Linked DNA regions of Mus musculus: region 1 is linked to region 2. A link is a contact called in public Hi-C data. All regions are on one chromosome and are shown on one strand. The core of a region is the stretch at or near the end of the contact, and the rest is flanking DNA. Distances in the headings are between cores, read along the strand shown. Region 1 overlaps Mypn (myopalladin). Region 2 holds the start of Rufy2 (RUN and FYVE domain-containing 2).

Region 1 (3,028 bases), core at 37-2,536, 140 kb before region 2:
AAGCATCCAAGTCAGAATCCGCACTTTCACAAAAGCCCAGGAGAGGGACGCACAGGCACATTTGTGTTTGAGGAGCTCTGCGCTTGGGCACTTTATTCTTATTCTTTTTCTTAAGATTTATTTTATTTTATGTTCTGATCCCATTACAGATGGTTGTGAGCCACCATGTGGTTGCTGGGAATTGAACTCAGGACCTCTGGAAGAGCAGACAGTGATCTTAACCACTGAGCCATCTCTCCAGCCTAGACACTTTATTATTATTATTATTATTATTATTATTATTATTACTATTATTATATATGCATTGGTGTTCTGCCCACATGTATATGTATATATGTGTGTGTATGTATATATATGTATATGTGTATGTTTGTGTGTAAATATGTATGTATATGTGTGTATATGTGTTTGTGTGTATATATGTGTGTGTATATATATGTAAGTATATATATATGAGGGTGCCAGATTCTCACTGGAATTATAGACAGTTGTGAGCTTTGAAGACATTGACCCGGGGTCCTCTGGAAGAGCAGCCAGTAGTACACTTAACAGCTGTGCCATCTCTCCAGCCCCCCCCCCCACTCCTTTTTTAAAGACAGACTCCCATGTAGCCCAGACCCTTAACTCACTGTAGAGCAGAGAATGACCTTAAACTGATAATTCTGCCTTCACCTCCTAAGGGTTGGGATCATAGGCATGCACCACCCACTCCCAGTTTATGTGCTGCTGGGAAATGAACCCGAGCTTCATGCATGCCAAACCAATTGGACCAACTGAACTACATCCCTGGCCCCTTTGGCACGATCACGCTGGTTCAAAAAATTGTGCCCATCAGCGCCTGCTCTCATAACGCATAGTGAGCCCCTCTGGAAGGCCTGGCTCTCCTGTCACTGTACAGAAGCTTGAGGGCTGAATGTTTCTGAATGTAGTCTCCATTAGAACTTGTTTTCCTCTCCAATTTTTACAAACTACTAGCGAGGAAAAAAAAAAAAACCCGAAAAAAAAAAAACCCAGCTTTCTCCCTGAGTCTTGGGATGCCACAAAGACTTAGCAAAGCTTTCCATAGTTGCTAAGGCTGATGAGTGACATAGCTTACCAAAGGAAAAATAAAGACCCGTGTTTCATACGGTGTCTCTCTGCCATTGTGAAGATACCTCTCCAGCCCCTCCTATATCTTTTCTGGTGTGTTTTGTTCTGGTCTGTTTTCAAGCACAGCTGTTATTGTTGATCACTCTTACTAGTTCGAGTTCGTGGTCATCTTTAATTTCGGCCGGCATTTATTACCAGACTGACTTTTCTTGCGGTCACGGCCATCCTGTTCTGAGTGACTCACGGGCCTCTTCTTTGGGCTCTCAGACTGAGTACGGATTTATTTCTTTATTTTGATGACTTTTCAACAAGTGCCAAATGCCACAGAGAAGAGAGCTAAGCTGATTAACACTGAATGACTTCAGAGAGAAAGAGGCCAAGGACTGCTTGTTTTGTTTTTTTATTATTTTTAAATATGTGTATGGGCCAGGTCATAGGCACATTAGCACAGGAGTATTGGACCCTCTGAAGCTGAACTTAAGGGTGGTTGTGAGCCGCCTAGCATGGGTGCTGGGAACTGAACTTGGGTCCTCTGGAAGCACCCAGCCCTGAGCCTATTTACTTGATTTCAGAGTTTTAGAAATAATACTATAATGTATGGGATACTTGCCAAAAAAAAAAAAAAAAAAAAAAAAAAAAGCTTTGGGTTTGGTTTGGCTTGGCTTATATGTGTATTTGCATAAGTTTTAAACTGTGATTGGTTGATTGATTGGTTGATTGACTGATTGATGGTCTAGTAATTTTTCTGTATTCTAGGGGTATGGTTCATTTGCTAGAGTCCTTACCTAACATGCGCCAAGTCCTAGGTTTACCCGAGTACCATATAAACTGAGCATAACGCTCTAATGCACGCTTCTAATGTCAGCGCTCGGGAGGCTTTATAGATCAGGAGGGTCAGTTCAAGGTCATCCTTGATTACTAATGAGCTCAAGGCTAGCCTGGGCTATTGGAGACTCTGTCTCATTATAGCCATATAGCCTAAATGCATACAGTCGTTGTTATATGTTTGTAAATGTTTCTTGTAGAGGAAGGTCCAGAATGCAGGAAAGAGACAAAGAGCCGCTACAGGAACGCTTTTTCCGACCACATTTCCTGCAGGCCCCTGGGGATATGGTGGCTCACGAGGGCCGCCTCTGTCGGCTGGACTGTAAGGTATTTCCTTAGCGCCAGGTCTCTCCAGATTTTGCATCTGGTTATTTCTTTACACTCATTTGTGTTTGTATTTGCTTTATGGGGTTTTCTCTCAGATGAAGGGGGCTTGGGAAGGGAGGGAAATTCTCCTCTCTAGGCTCTTTCAGAGCGGGGGATCTTTTTGATACCATACACAAATGTGTCCTTAGCATCTTAACTCACCATATCTTAATAATACAAAGTATGGAAGCATAAAACTTTTAAAGCAAAACCATTTTATGTGGGCATTATGTCAAGTTGATTCTTCATTTTGAGACAATAACCAAAGGTTAACTTGTGGACTTTTCTATATCGTCCCTGGACCCTTTATTACTATGAAGCCAGAAGTTATAATCTTGTGTCTTTGGTCACAGGGAAGGGAGAAACTTCTTTTTTTTTTTTTTTTTCCTCACACTAAGCCACCTCTGTTACCTTTTGTCATTCCGCATTCTAATTTCCCAATCTGAAATGAGGTTTCACATTGGCAAGGCAAAGGTCTCTCAGGGTAATGAACTCTGACGTCATCACTTCTGTGTCAGGCGACCGTGCAGGGTGTTATGGGAAATGTAGGCGCAGTCAGTGCAGGCTGGAGAGCAGGCTTGTGCAGAGAGCCCCTTTCTGTGTGCGGCTCTCATCCCTCAGTTGCCACCTAAATAATATTCAGGTTGTATGCTCCCCTGCCTCTCTAGACTTTAAAAAACATCAGCGCCTGGCTCCTCTTCCCGGAAATTCAGTTTTAATATTATAATTAGTTCTCAAGTTTTTTGGG
Region 2 (3,452 bases), core at 667-3,166:
GTTTGAGGATTTTGCAAATGGTGGGTAGCAGGCATGGTCTAGGTCTAATGATTTCCAAGCAAGAATAAGAGGCTAAAGAAATGGCTCAGTCATTAAGAGCATTTGCTGTTCTTCCAAAAAGCCAAAATTTGGTTCCCAGCATCCACTAAGATGGTTCACACCTACTTGTAACTCTAGCACCAGGTGGCCAAATGCCCTCTTTTGACCTCTGAGGTCAACACACACACACACACATACACACCTTTATTTCAAAATCAGGCAGTGGTGGCTTGCATCTTTAATCCTAGCACTTGAGTTAGAGGCTAGTCTAGTCTACAGAGTGAGGACAGCCAGGCCCACATATTAAAACTGTCTCAAAAAAAAAAAAAATCAAAATACACTAGCAACAAAATAAAAGGTAAAGTTATCAGATTCCAGAATCTCCCAGAACAAACATCACAGGGAAAACAACAACAACAGAAAAAAAAAAAAAAAATCAAAATATTTTGACAAACCCAAGGTAGTCTTCTGTGCCTTTGACCTAAGCAACTAGGAGATTGGTTCCAGGCCGGCCAGGGTTACACAGTAAGACCCTGTCTCGAAAAAAACACAACTCCCAGGTCAAAAGAAAAGAAAAAAAAAAAAAAAAAGGAAAGAAAAAAATTCTAGTACGGGCTGGAAAGAGGTTAATTCCCCATACCTGTGGTAAGCGCTTAACTCCAACTCCAGGGAGACCCGACGCCTCTGGAGGCCCCTACACTCAGGTACACACTCATTAAAAATAAAAATAATTTTTTTTAAACCAGCTGTTCCCCCAACACTCTAAACACTGCCGAGTGGCACAAATATTTTTCTGCGAAGATAGCAAAAGAGATGTGAAAACCAAACCTAACATTTATTAATCTCCAGAGAACTCTGCCATGTAGCTGTTTCTGTAGTCCCAGCGTCTGTGATTCTTGGGTCCAGCCTGGTCTAAACAGAGTGTTCTGAGGCAGCCAATGCTATATAGAGAGACCTGTCTCAAAAACAACCTTCAAGTAAATGACAAACCCAGGTGGTCAGTGCGTTCACAATTTAGTGGCCCACTCAAAACAAAACAAAACAGCTGGGCGTGGTGCGACACACTTTAATTCCAGAATTTGGGAGGCAGAGGCAGGAGGGAATCTCTGAGTTCGAGTCCAGCCTGGTCTACATAGCTAGCTCCTGGACAGCCAGGACTATGCAGTGAGAACCCGTTTCGAATAACAAAACAAGAGTCCCCTTGCTCTGGCACTTGGCTATGGTTTGCATCCCAGCTCTCTTAGGCTGACTTCCTCCGCAATCTGAAACAGCCCGGCTGGGTGATGAAGGATATGGCCACATCTTTTCCTCCACTCTCCGTCGAGGTGTGATTCCCTCCGTCCACCCCCGCTCCCGAAGTGAAACCACCTGACGTTTAATAATCGGCAGAATTCTCTTTTTAAGAGTGTTCATCACAACCTGTAACCTGCACCGGAGGAGCCTAGGACAGCGGCTGTGCAGCAGCGACCGCAGGTGGGGCTCCTCGGCAGTCCCTAGAGGCGGCCCCGCTCCCTCTGCGCCCCCAGCCTGCAAGGGGGCCCCGCGGAGCGCGCTCCTGGCACTACACCGCTCCCCTCCCCAGCCTTCCGCCCTGCATCCGCGTGACTGGGAAGCCATCCCTGTCCCTGGACGCCCTGGTCCCCGCCCGTCCGCCGACCCCAGCCGCCAGGCCCCAGGGCGGGCGGGGCGCAGGGATGCGGGCGGGCGGACGTTGCCATGGAGACCCCGGGAGCCCCCGGTTCCCGGGTGACTGCGTGACCCAAGCGAAGGATGGTGACCCCGGCTGCTGCCCTTACCCATGGCGGCGGTGCGTGCGGGACACGGGCTCGCGGAGCGGGTCAGCAGCTCCCCGCAGGCGCGCGGCGGCCACCGCGTCTGGCCCGGCTCGGCGCTGCCACAGCGCCCCTGGCGGCGGGAGGACGCCACGGCCGCGTGAAGCTGGTCCCCGCCGATCACCCCCACCCCCACCCCAACCCCCATTTGACCAACCCTGACAGCGTCAGAGAAAGAGGCGTGACGGGGACCTGGGGCACAGCGCCAAGGGAGGATGTAGATGCGGGCCTCAAGCTACCTGTCAAGGTTTCATCCTTGCAGGCTGGATGGGTTTAAGGAACACACCGGCCGACTCGGAGCTAGCCGACAGATTTTAGAAAACCTCACACAATTAGCAGAGCCGGCGGCTTGTAATGCCAGCATTTGAGAGATGGGAGTTAGATGGATCCGTAGTTGAAGACCAGGCTCACTTACATAATGGATTTGAAGCTCGCCTAGTCTCAAAGGAAGACACTAAATCCAGCTGCTAACCCCAGCACTCAACAGGAGTGGACGCAGGAGGACTGCTAGGACCTTGAGGTTACTCTGAGCTACCTAACAAGTGCCAGGTCGTCTAAGGATAGCTACAAAACCCCTGTTGCATGTAACAAAATGTGATACTTTGTAAGTGGGTATGGTGGACCTAGAAAATACCAACTCTTAGGAGTTGGAGGAAAGACACAAGACCCCAGTTCCATGTAACAAAATGTGATACTTTGTAAGCGGGTATGGTGGACCTAGAAAATACCAACTCTTAGGAGTTGGAGGAAAGACCTAGAGTGTTTGTTGCTTAAAAAAAAAAAAAAAATCCTTTCCTTAGTGAGGTGTAAACAACGTCTACCAAATGCTTCCAAAATTCTGAGGACACACCAAAAATGATTAACACCGTTCCCGCTGAAGAAGCAGTGAGTTATGGGGGATACTGGGGAGGACTTCGAAATCCCTCTAGGAATGATGACTCCTTCCTGGCTGCAGATAGTCACCCCTCCACTAGCCCCTCCCTTCCTATATGTTAGTTCCTCCCTAAGGCCATTTGCAGTTAGGGTAGAATTGCATACAACAGCTTGCAAGAGAAAGACTGGTTGTTCCTGTGAAGGTCCCATGACCCTCCCTCCCTGCCCTCCTATGAGGGAATTCAAGTCAACTTGCCCAGCTGTGATCTTTTGCAAGCAGATGTAGGCCAGTTTGCTGAAAACAGTGGTAGTTTTGACTCAGTCCTGTACAACACAGTTCAAGATCATTCTCCCAGACATTCGAGATTTCAAGGCCAGCCTGGGTTATACAGGGCTGTCTTTTAAAAAATGCACAGGCACACACACACACATGAATGCTTCCTCCTGCCTTTCAACTTGCCATAGATAAAACTTGCAACAGGCACCTGGGTGTGCTGCCTGTCATATACCTATAACCCCGGGATCCACCCTTCAGGCAAAAGCAAGCAGATCTTGATTCCGGAGCTAATAAACCCATCTCAAAAACTTAAACCACCAAAAGTGGGTAGACAGATGCAAGTCACAATGTTAACTCAACACTCTGGTTTAGAATGTTAAGAGATAGTTGCCTGAATCCAGCTGTCTCGGGACCAACGTCCATTCTGCTGG

The links. A called contact is a pair of places that touch in the nucleus more often than the background predicts.
Region 1: a Hi-C map of muscle stem cells shows a contact between it and region 2, with 2.2 times the contacts expected there. The contact joins the enhancer-like site here to the promoter of Rufy2 in region 2. A contact is called at or near these places in 4 of 39 promoter capture datasets (cranial neural crest, hematopoietic stem and progenitor cells, liver and 1 more), 4 of 15 datasets of contacts at CTCF or cohesin (the G1E-ER4 cell line, embryonic stem cells, large pre-B cells and 1 more), 21 of 484 Hi-C or Micro-C datasets (B cells, the G1E-ER4 cell line, the HL-1 cell line and 9 more), 5 of 115 datasets of contacts at active chromatin or transcription factors (the SCID.adh cell line, embryonic stem cells, large pre-B cells and 1 more) and 3 of 9 other capture datasets (adipose tissue, embryonic stem cells and liver).

The regions. Positions count from the first base shown.
Region 1 is chr10:63,122,484-63,125,511 of GRCm38.p6, reverse strand. Mypn (myopalladin) reads left to right here. Exons shown (of 20, transcript NM_182992.2): 16 at 2,115-2,241. Among named protein-coding and RNA genes, the nearest start is that of Atoh7, 24 kb to the right of the region's middle. Within about 2 kb of position 1,286, at least 11 of the 459 cell types and tissues checked have an H3K27ac peak or open chromatin away from gene starts, as enhancers often do. A contact at or near this core is called in the HL-1 cell line, muscle stem cells, pre-B cells and 1 more, where this site is marked.
Region 2 is chr10:62,978,716-62,982,167 of GRCm38.p6, reverse strand. It overlaps Rufy2 (RUN and FYVE domain-containing 2), which reads right to left and starts at 1,916. Exons shown (of 18, transcript NM_027425.4): 1 at 1,836-1,916. The coding sequence starts at 1,839.